Regions from separate parts of the Anser cygnoides genome. Here region 1 is linked to region 2. Evidence: chromatin contacts called from public Hi-C data. All regions are on one chromosome and are shown on one strand. Each heading gives the region's core, a stretch centred on a gene start, on an enhancer-like site or on the middle of the called end of the contact. The rest is flanking DNA. Distances are from core to core; before and after follow the strand shown.

Region 1 (5,644 bases), core at 224-2,723, 71 kb after region 2:
GAAAGAGTCCACCTAATTGCATAGCTAAGAGATGATACTTCTTTTAAACTGGTGAAACAATCCCATCAGCATCTTCGCTTGCATCTCCCAGCTTTACCAACTTGACTGTTAAAAATTCAGTCAGTCTAGTGCTGTTTTCTTCTTTAAGGTTTTCACTCACTGCTCTGTAGTTGAGATACTGATGTTGTTGTTCACAGATTTCACAAAATGTTTTTGCTGCCTGAAAGGGTGTTCAGGAGAATGGTAGTTTACTTCCAGGTTTGAAGCAGACTAGTCAAACTAGTGCACATAACGCTTCCCCCATGGGACTCAAATTATTTTAATAGATTAGATGACTTAGACCAGCCCATCTTGAGCTTGTTCTGAAAATGTGCATTTTGTGTTTTTTGTTTGTTTGTTTATTGTTGTTGCTATTCACTTCTTTTGTGCCAACATGGTAGCATTGTTTTCATTCAGTTTGTGGATGCAAACTGCTGTGCATCTCTGGCAGTTACGTTGGTTCTTGTGATGCCATGCTGGTCACTGAATGAAGCTTTGTTGAAGCTGATTAACTTATTAACATTCATGCTTCATTCACAATAAATGCAGACCTCATTCTTTCATATCACTGACAGCTGGAGCCGTACCAGCCACACCTATGACACAGGGGAAAAAGACAAGAAGTTGGAGTTATGTAGGAAGTTTTGTTGTTGGTTCAGATAAAAAAGGTTGGACTATTGTTTGAGGAAACTGTGTGTGGAGAAACATCAACTAGAAAAACAGTACAAAATCTCATGGAGAAGATATGGCCAGGAAAGCAATGTAAACATATGCTAAGAAAGAAGAGTGGAGGGCGAGCCCTTTTGTGCACAGTGCTTCTTGGAAAGAGGCTTGGAACTACAAGGAAATAATGGTTGGTTTTTGTTTTTTGTTTCTTTTTTCCTGATCTGGATTCATCTTGTGTCAAAAAAGAACAAAACCTTCACATACATAATAAAAATATGTGGAAATAAAAGGCACTGCACCTAATAAATACTTCACTCCATCACTGATTTATCTCCCTAATGAAAACAGCCTACAAACCTCCTCTTGGTTCAACCTAAGTAAAAAATGGTGACATTAATAGCAGAAGTGAATCCAGTTTCTGAGCAGATAAGTTGCAAGTTTCTATTAACCTTGAACTCACTTGGAACGCGAAGAAGGAAAAAAATTATTTTCATTTAAGATCATATTCTATTTCTAATATCCTGGAGGAGAATGTTCGCATTGCCTCACCTCAAATAATATATACTACTGCTACCCAAACATGATCTTCTGGGGAGGGAAACTGAGATTTATTCATTGCTTCAGGAACACAGCTCATAGGCTGAGAAGATAAACACAGAGGGATTTTAGCAGTTGTTTTGGCTGCTGGCATGCTACTACACTTCTTGGAAAAAGTTCCCGTCTTCATTAGCTCTGGGAGTTAGAGACGGGCTCTGTACTTTGGAGCCAATCACCTTGAACTGGCCAGAACATAAATACAAGATAGGAGAGGGAATAAAAATCTACCTGTCGTGGCAGGCATCCAGAGAAGATTTCGGCGGTTTCTGCCAGAAACAGAAGACTTCTAAGACAAACTGGCAATAAATTAATTAGACAAACTTGGGCTTGCAGATTAAACTCAGTGAACGAAAGCCAAAAGAGTACGGAGAGGCTCTGGAATTCACTGCAGAACCTGAGTCTTCTTGCATGTGTGCATCAGAACTGGAAGCAGTTATCAGTGAAGAAAACGAAAATGGATTATCACGAGCCTATAAACGCATCTGTGTTTAATACATATTACGGAGAAAGAGATTTTGGTCTGTCTCCTGACTGATGATTTTATGTTCTTTTCAGGATAAAAATGATCTCTAAAGTGAGAGAAATTAAAAATAATGGAACAAATTAGTTGTTGGCTGATATTCTGAAAATCCGTATAAAATGAGCCATAATAAATAAATAAAGTACTTGAGGTTAAGCAAGATGACTAGGTAGTTGTGAGGACATATGAAGTCATTATTGCTTTGGATTTCTTTTTGTGATAAAGTGTAAGTAATGAATACCACAAAGTGTCCTACAAAGTCAGTTTGTGGAAATCCATTTTAAAGATGAAGCCCAGGTCATCAAAGGAAAGGATCTATAAAAAGGCAACTGATTTGCAATGGACAGATTATCCTGTCTGTAAAAGCACAGATCATTGTAGCTACTTGCTGCAGTAGGGTTTTAGAAAAGGAAGGAGAAGATAAAGTGAAACAATTTTCATAAAGGGATTCTAGCTGCTGACATCTTTTTGGCTTTGAAGGAGAGATGGATGCTTGCTTATTTGCTGAGCACTTCTGATGAGCAAAAGCAGCAGGAAAAAAAATACCAAGCAAAACAGGAGCCAATGTGTTTAGTAAATACATATATACAAGGAAACTACTGGGGAGAAAATGAGCTTACTTTGATGCTGAATTTACTCTAACGTTAAATGTAAAACATGGGATGATCTAAGAAGCTTTATCACTGTAAAGCAATCATCCTGATCAAGTATGGATCCTGTACAGCAATGATAAAAGGGAAATACTTTATTAAACAGCTAGCTCACTATTTATGTGCTGCAGAGATGGATAAGTCCTCGGAGCCATCAAGCAATTAATCTTGCCTTCTTCAGTTCTGAGCCTTACCCATCGTTGTGATGAAGAAAAGAGAAGAGCAGATTCAGTGGGGTACTGAATGCAAGTTTACAGGAGGATTCTTGCTCACTGAGAAATAGATGGAGCCGAGGATGTTGTGTCATGAAGAGAAGGCTGACCCAAAGGGCAGGAGGAAGACTGCTCTCACAGCAGGCTAGGACCTGTGGAGAAAAACATATGCAGTGTCTCCACTGTGTTCGAAGACAATGGGAATGGTGCTCCATGACGCGTTGCATTTGTTAGACCCAGGTAGTATTTAATACACTCTACTGTCTGACTGAAAACCAAGACATCTGCTAGTGATTCGTGGTAAGATTTCTTACTGGGGACTGTACCCAGTGAGATACAGCATGCTTAAAAAAGAGGCAACTGTGCGTGTACTAGGTGCCTAACTGCTAGTCTTCCTCTGAAGGAAGGAATACGGATCTGCCTTGTCCAGCTCCATAGATGAACAGGCACATTTTGTGAAACTTTTATTACAGAGCAGTCACTTGGAAGTTCAACAGCAGTGCAAAAGCAGTGGATAGTGGGAGACACTTCAAAATTGAACGTGGTTTAGCATTTCCACAGTTCTTAAGGGCTCTCGCACCTAATCTTGTCCGTGCTTCTTTCAGAGTGCTTTAGTATGGGACACAGTTTCAGATATTTATGCTCTGAGAGAAGTGTCGATGAACAGACCAATCATTTAAGGGTGTAGTAGCTGTTTAGAGCAAATGTATAAGTAAGAAGCATTTCCATCAGGTTTTGTACCGGAGGACAGGAGTGCTGTAGATAGTGCACCCCTACAGTAGTTTATTACATTTGTGAATCATCAAGACTGAAAAATGCACTGCAAAGTTTTAACAATTACCTGTAGCAAAGCTCGTGTATTCAAAAAGCTTGGATAGGAAAAGCTCGGATGCTGCCTGAAAAAGACAGAAAGGAACAGGTAGATTAACAATGGAAAATTTGTTTAGAAATAGCTATTGCTTTGGGGTTTTGTTTAAAGTGCAGCATGCCCTGGGACCTCTTAAGGAGAGGACTCAGATACTGAAGAAAAGTTCGATGGAGTGATGGCATTGTAGATACATTCATGCTAGAATGCAGTACCACCTCTTGCTATCATAACAAAGGCTTTCCATTTGCCTCAGGAAGTTTGAAATATGAAAGATTAAGTACAGAAGATAGGAAGTTCTTCCCACCAGCAGATGATGATGGATATAGGTTGCAAAACGCAAGATGTGAAAAAGGAATGTGTAGTCCTTGTGGGAGGCATTTCTTTTGATGTATCTGTCTGCTTGATACAGACTGGTAGTCAACTTCTGTTTGATTCTGGTGAAGAGTTACTGAAAGCCAACTAAGAGACGTGAACAGCAGAATCCAAAACTTAAAAAGCTTCTCCCTTAGCTGAAGGAATCAGAGGAAAGAAGTGTTCCTTGTGACTGTTCCTGAATCCTGAAATACACCTGAAGAAACTGAATCCAGAACATTTGCCTCGGGAATAGCATCTTTAAATTGAGCATGGCCCAATTATCTCATTAGATGTCAGAGGAATCATAGGAATTTATTCATTGAGATTCTTTCCAGTTTTTAAAGGGTTACAAAATAATCAGGAAAAGATTCCACTAAAGTTTTGGATTGGTGATTTGAAAATGTCTTGAAATAAATATAGCATGCTACTATTTTCAAATAGGTTTTATTTTGGAAATGACTTCTTTCTGCTAGCTTGGACCTTGTTGCCGTTCTAGATTCCTGTACTGTGACAGACCAGAAGTGTTGTTATGATACAGTCTGGGTGAAATCTTACAGTGTATCCGCTAATACTCTTCCTCTAGACTAAATGTTAAAAAAAGGCTGTTTTAAGTTCTTTATTAGTTAGACAGCTGGAGTTGTCGGGACTGTTTAAAATGCAGACACTGAACAGGGCTGACCATGACTTTGTACACAGGTAGGTCTGAATAAATATGCAGTGATTTGGAAGGAGCTGTGTGTGCACGGGTGTGTATGAGAGTTATAGAGAAACACCACAGCAGCACATAGGTAAGCAGCAAAGAAACTCTGGAGAAGCACTTGAAACAGAACACCTGGAAAAAAAAAAAAGTTGAAAGAGTGCTATGGGACAAAGTGCCACACAGGAAAAGGCTGGGAACCATGAGCTCCATGGAAAATGCTTTCCTTCGTTTGCGTCATACTGAATTTAGGACAACAGAACTGTATGTATGTTATTCATGAATAAACATGATTGCGCCAAAGAAATAACTGACTTATAATTGTTTTTCCCATCTATGTGACCCTTTTTTTTTTTTAGCTTACTGTTTGGGTCCAAAGGATAGCCATAATTTGGATGGCTTGGGAAATCTAGTTCAACAGTGTGAAACCAGCAAATCCCCATAAAGGGGAGTTTCAAGAATAGAGTTTTGCCTTTTTTCCCCCTCCCTTTTCCTCTCTCCACCTGATAGTAGAGTGACTTATTACCGAGTATCTGGGCTACCATTAAGGGACTTGGAGAAAACAGATTAACAGGTAAGAAATGAGTTATGTTAATGGCATATGCATTATAAAAAGGCAAAGTGGTCCTTTTAGACAAAATCTAAAGCGGAGGTTATGTTGTTTTCATGTGCTATGACTACTTAGAAATTATAGGAAGATAAAAATGTACTGTTTGTTTTTCCTTTTTTTTTCATTTTTCTTCAATAATTATGGGCTTGGTAAGGTATGGGAGTGACCTAATTGTTCCAGTTGTGACCTCTAAGTTATTGTTAATTTCACTGTCAGTATGTGCTTCTACATCTCCTACTTAATGGTATGCTAATTGTACAGCAGATTGTCACATTCTCCAACATACAGATTCCCTATTTCAATTACAGCTAAGTAAATCTCCATTACTAATGAGTAAGCATTTCTTTTCCATGTACATTTGCATTATAATGGACATTTTCTTTATGCACTAAAATTATTCTTTCCTTGACAACAACTATATATTTTATTTT
Region 2 (5,342 bases), core at 2,066-4,565:
TTGTCCAGTACTAGCACTGAAAGCAAAATGATCTCTTGAAAAGGAATAGTATTGTTTAAAAGGAAACTGCAGGCAGCAGCAGCCTTCTTGTGCCCAGAACATGTTCTGGCCATAAGAAGGTACGTCAGGAACACAGCACCAGCCAGGCACATATGTATTTGTGCCCACTAGTGTTGCTTCAAACTGCTTTCGGCTCAGGGACTTCCCAAGACATGTGGATTGTGTGGCTCCAACCTGCAGTGGATTTCTTTTCCACGAACCTGTCCAGTGACCCCTTTAACTCACTGCAGCAAATTACATTCTTAGGCTGGACACACGTGCTGGCAAAACTGTGCTTCTGCCTTGCTCAGCTTCTTCTCCTATCCTCCAGTACTGCCTACATGTGAAACAATGCCGACAACAATGCTGCAGTAGACCTGACCAGCACATTACTGGCACACGTGTAGCCTGATGTATTTCTATTGTATGTACTTTTACTTGAAAGGAAGCAACTTTATTGTGTTTGCTTTCTAACACTGCAGTAGTGGTGCATTTTCTTTTTCCACAACCAAGTAAGAAAAGAGAGAGATGTCTGGACCCCTTACAATTACACTGCGAGCTATTGAGTTTTGACAGGTAAACTGGTTCCCAAACTGAGCTCCTTCAGCCTGAGACGAGCCTGTCCAGCTTCACACACCCAGCTCCGCGTTCATCCTTTCCAGGGACCTTCGAGGCCGAGGAGGGAGGAAATGCCTCAATTTCCCCCGGCCTCCCTTCGCCTCTCGCCCGCTTCGGCAGCCAATCCTCGCCCTGGGGAGGGGGGGGCTGGAGACGGCCCCAATCCAGCGTTTGTATTAACAAACATTTCCCAGCGCCTATGAGGAAACATACTGCTGCCCAGTGCTGTGGGAGGGTGGGATTTCCTTCCTATTGTCTGCCTGTCTCAGCCTGCACGGCTTGGTAGTGGAGTTGTGCGTTAACTCTTTAAAGCTCTTCGCTCGCTTTGCCGATGGAAAGTTAATGGCCAAAAGGGCTCCGCGAAGCGTGCATGGGAGATATCACACTAAACGCTGATAAATGCAAGAACCGAGGCTAACCAAGACCAGCTGGAGTCACTTCAATTCTTTATCTTAATGAACATAAAAAAAGTCTTTCCAATACAGTGAAAAATAAATCAAAATGATTGGGAAATGCATCATTTTTATCCTTCAATATGCACCACGAAGGCGATATAATAAAACTGGCTAGCTGAGGGATCTAAAGAGGATATCAAAGCATTTCAAAACAAGGCCCACCAACACCCATATATAAACTATATGCCTGTTTCTCTACAGTTGATTTAATTCACTGCCCATCAGCTCACACAAGGTAAAGTAGTTATGGTTGTAGACACTCCCTAAATGTTTGCTTTAGGATACCTTGTTCTTTACAAAATCAAATATTTGTATCCTGAAACAAATATTTGGAGACGGTCCAGACTACCCTTTACAAATATGTTAACTACAACAAATTGTTGGCAAGCAGTGGATTCCAGGAAAAAAAAAACCCTGTAAGGTAAGGCAAACCATAAGGATTCAATCCTGCATATGCTTCCGCGTTCGTGAAACTGCGGCCTAAATATTTATTTGACAGCTCTCTATGGGACCTGAGAGATAAAGGGCTAAAACCTTTTTATACTGAAGATAGCTGAACTTCTGCCTTAAGTAAATATTTGTATAGGTAAGGAGAAGGCACTGTGTCAGAGTAATGAATCTTCTCACTAAAGAACCAGAGAGTGGAATTGGAGCTTTGTCTTGGATGTATGCCAAAGAATCCCCCCAGCCAACGTGGTTGTATGGGGTATCTGGCTGGTTTAGCTGAAGAATTAAAGACGGTTCTGTATGCTGCTGGGTACCTTTCTCTCCTCTTTGCTTCTGGTAGCAAAAATTGGTATGCCTAAAACACACCTGCTTGAGTAGACCTGCCAGCTCGACTGAATGGTGGAAACCGTAGAAATGATAAGCACCCAAACATTTTCCTTCATATATAAATATAGCTCAGATACAATTTGTATAGAGCAGGTTTCAGAGGAACTTAAGGCAGCCAAGCCACCAATATCCTATGGAAACTTGGCATATATTTCAATCAAGTGTCTTTTGAAAATTACAAGTCTTAACAAAATCTGAGCCAAACATCACAACTAAATGCTTAACATAAGGTAGCCTTTTTGTAATTACACTGACACTAAATCTCTTCCTGAGTGTCCTTCTTACTTAAAAAATTGCCCATAAATCTCATTTGCTTTTTATTAATGAAAGCAATATAATGCAGTTAATAAACTATAGTATCACTGTTTGGTATCTGCCCAGCCCCTCAAGTACCCTTTGAAAACAGATTACCAGCACTTTCTTTCCTATCTATTTATTTTAGATAATGTAAAATGTTCTTTCATATTTAAATACACAACATAAGTAAAGCTTTATCACTGCCATTCAACAAGCTCTTATTTGCATTTTATTTTTTAAAAGTGGAGGTGAAGTCCTGATGTAGCAGTCTCAAACAAAATGTGGTTTTAGACACTGCTAGAAATTTTATTTACTAAACACACTAGAGAAACCTTCACTGTTCAGAGTGTAAATTGTGTTAAATTCTTTGACTGAACAGGCAGAATGGATGCATCTTTTTTCATTATTAGTATTCCAAAACTATTTTAATAATACTAGTGACTACTCAGGTGAGTAAAATTATTTGCATGCATAAATTTTACGGGATTAAGCTTATAGTGTATTTTAATAAAGTATGTCACAGTGCTAGTCGAGTTTAATCAATTATAAAATGTGTTACTGTTCCATTATTTAATTCCTTGAGTATTTCAGAAACTTTAGAATGCATTTGCTTAGACATTTATGAATAATTAATATTTATCTCATAGTCTATGTAAAAATGGTATTAAAAGTACATGTTTTCCTGCTACTTACATATGTATATATATATACCTCTACAGTTTCATATTACCTAGATTTTCTAATCCTGCAGTGAAAGTGTGGACCCATAATTGGAACACATAGCCAATTCTGGGACAGAACACTGTTTCTATATGCTTTAGTTTCTGTTGCCCAAGGTGTGTATCCACTTTTAAAGATGTTTTCCAAACTGGGTTTCACGATAAGAGGTCAGATAACTGGTAATTTTTTCCTCTGCAATAAGAGAGGATCCAGATCTAAGAGTGTGATAAAATACATATATAATAAATAGTTAAAGATCCGTTTCAAATGTATTATTAAAAAAAAAATAATAAAAGAAACAAACAGCAACTCCAGCAGACACCACTAGAGTTCTCCTTCTCCCAAATATCCCTAGCACCATCCTAAACCCTGTTTACCCCAGAAACCTGAACTGTGGACAGACAGAAGAGGAGAGAGAGAGAGAAAATTCAGACACAATAAAACTCTGAGGGGAAAAATATGTGGAAGGAGGAGGCAGCAGCGGCCTGGGGAAGGGATTGAAAAGTTTCCCCTGGCTTAACTTCTCCCCCCCTGCAGCAGCAGAAGCAGCGGCAGCAGCACAAGGTGAGAGAGACTTTTAAGTCTGGGGAGGAGGGGTGTGTGTGCGGGAGGGGGGGTTGAATTTACAGCCCTGTGGATATTTCTCTGTCTGCCTCCCTGGCTTTGGGGTGCGAGAGACACCGTGTCTCATGCTGGGTGGATTTTTTTTTAATATGATGGAGGATTATAAACATGGCGCCTTAAAAAAACTACAAAATCATGTACACACTGTTCCAAGGAGATGGGGGAGAGGGGACAGGGGAAGGGCTGGGCACGAGGGGAGGGGGCAATCCTGCCCCGTGGGGGAGCATATGGGGAGGGGGGAGCAATTATACTTAATAATAAAATGTGTGGGGCTGCGGGAGGGGGAGCGTGGGGGGGGGCCGACGGGGACGGAAGGCGGGATTTTTATATATATGTATATATATATATATTATTTTTTTGGAGTGGGAAGGATTATCTCGCAGCCCGCTTGGAAATCGAGAAGAAGGGGGCCGGCGGCGGGGCGCGTGTGATTATTAACGGCGATTATTTTTGTCCTTACACGCCTTCCCCGGCCGGCTTTCGGCTTCCAATAAAAAAAAAAAAAAAAAAAGCCGGCGGTTTCGCCAGACTTTCAGCCCGGGTCGGGATCGGGTCGGGGCGTGAGGAGGCGGTGGGGTGGGCAGAGGGGCAGAGGGCCCCCCCCGGGGGGAACGGTGCCCTCAGCGCTCCGCCGGGCCTGCAGGGCGCGGGGGAGCCGGGGACTCGCGTGAGAGGCGAGGCCGAGCGGGGTGTGGCGCAGCCCGGCCTCGGCCCCGCCGCCCCCCCGGCTCTATTCTCACAAGCTTTGCTCCCCGCTTTTCTCCCCCCCCCGCCCTTTTTTTTCCTTTCTCTCGCTTCTCCCCCGCCGCCCCCGCGTTTCCTCGCTGGGGTTTGGGGGGGGGGGTGGGGGGGGAATGTCTGCTTGGGTCTCGGCCCGAGTAATGGCAGCTGCTCGACAGCGCCGAGCCTCCTCCGCAGAGGGGAGACGGCGGCTCCCCGCAAGCCGGGAGCGGGGCCATAACTCCCCTTCCCCGCAGGCGGGCAGGGAGAGGGCCGGGGCTGGGGGTGAGCTTACAGCCCCGGCCCTCCGCCCCCGGGCGGGCTGCGCCACCCCCGCGGCGGGGACGGCCTTAAAGCCCGGCTCTGCCGCGCCGGGAGGGCAGGTTGGGGGGCGGCCTCCGGCTTCCCCCGCTAGCGGGGTGCCTCGTCCTCCGGCACGGCCCTCGGGCTGCCCGGGGCCGGGGTGAGGAAGGGGTCGATGCGGGGGACGCCTCCCGCTCCCTCCAAGAATAGTTCACTCGCTCCCCCCCCGGGCATGAAAGGGACCTCCGGGGCTCGGAGGTCGGGTTTTAGGAAAGCCTGGACTGCTGAGTCTTTAACGATGTGGGTTTTTTTTGTCTTACTTTCCCCCCGCTCCCCGCCCCTCCAAGCCGCGTCTCCGCATAACTCCCTTCCGTGCACTTTCTGAGGCGTTGTCCTTCATCATCCCCAACCTCAGGGATTGTCCAGAGGCCTATCCATCTCCTTTCTTTCATGAGGAAAGGATGAAAGCATACGTGGGGGGTGTCCTGTGGCGGGGATGGTGGGGAGCCTTTCTGTGCTTCCCTGACCTTCCCTGCGTTTCAGAGAAAAGTCCTCCCATAAAATATTGATGTTACAGACTTGGAAAACTTTGCACATCTTTTGGGGCTTACCCTGAAAACGGCACGCTTAATTTTGGGATTTGTGTTATTTATTTATTTCTGCAAATGTGGCAAGCAGAAGTTTGCGAGCGCTGGAGCAAGGGGTGACTCAAAGAGAGGAAAAGGGATGAAA

Evidence for each region. Hi-C and Micro-C count contacts between places; a contact is called where the count stands out from the background.
Region 1: a contact with region 2 is called in a Hi-C map of granulosa cells, with 2.9 times the contacts expected there. The contact joins the enhancer-like site here to the promoter of ZMYND11 in region 2. A contact is called at or near these places in 4 of 7 Hi-C or Micro-C datasets (fetal liver, granulosa cells and liver).

The regions. Positions count from the first base shown.
Region 1 is chr2:11,152,383-11,158,026 of Taihu_goose_T2T_genome, forward strand. All of the region lies in intron 3 of ZMYND11 (zinc finger MYND-type containing 11), which reads left to right. Among named protein-coding and RNA genes, the nearest start is that of ZMYND11, 72 kb to the left of the region's middle. Within about 2 kb of position 1,474, at least 1 of the 3 cell types and tissues checked has open chromatin away from gene starts, as enhancers often do.
Region 2 is chr2:11,079,973-11,085,314 of Taihu_goose_T2T_genome, forward strand. It overlaps ZMYND11 (zinc finger MYND-type containing 11), which reads left to right and starts at 3,316. Exons shown (of 15, transcript XM_048050543.2): 1 at 3,316-3,527.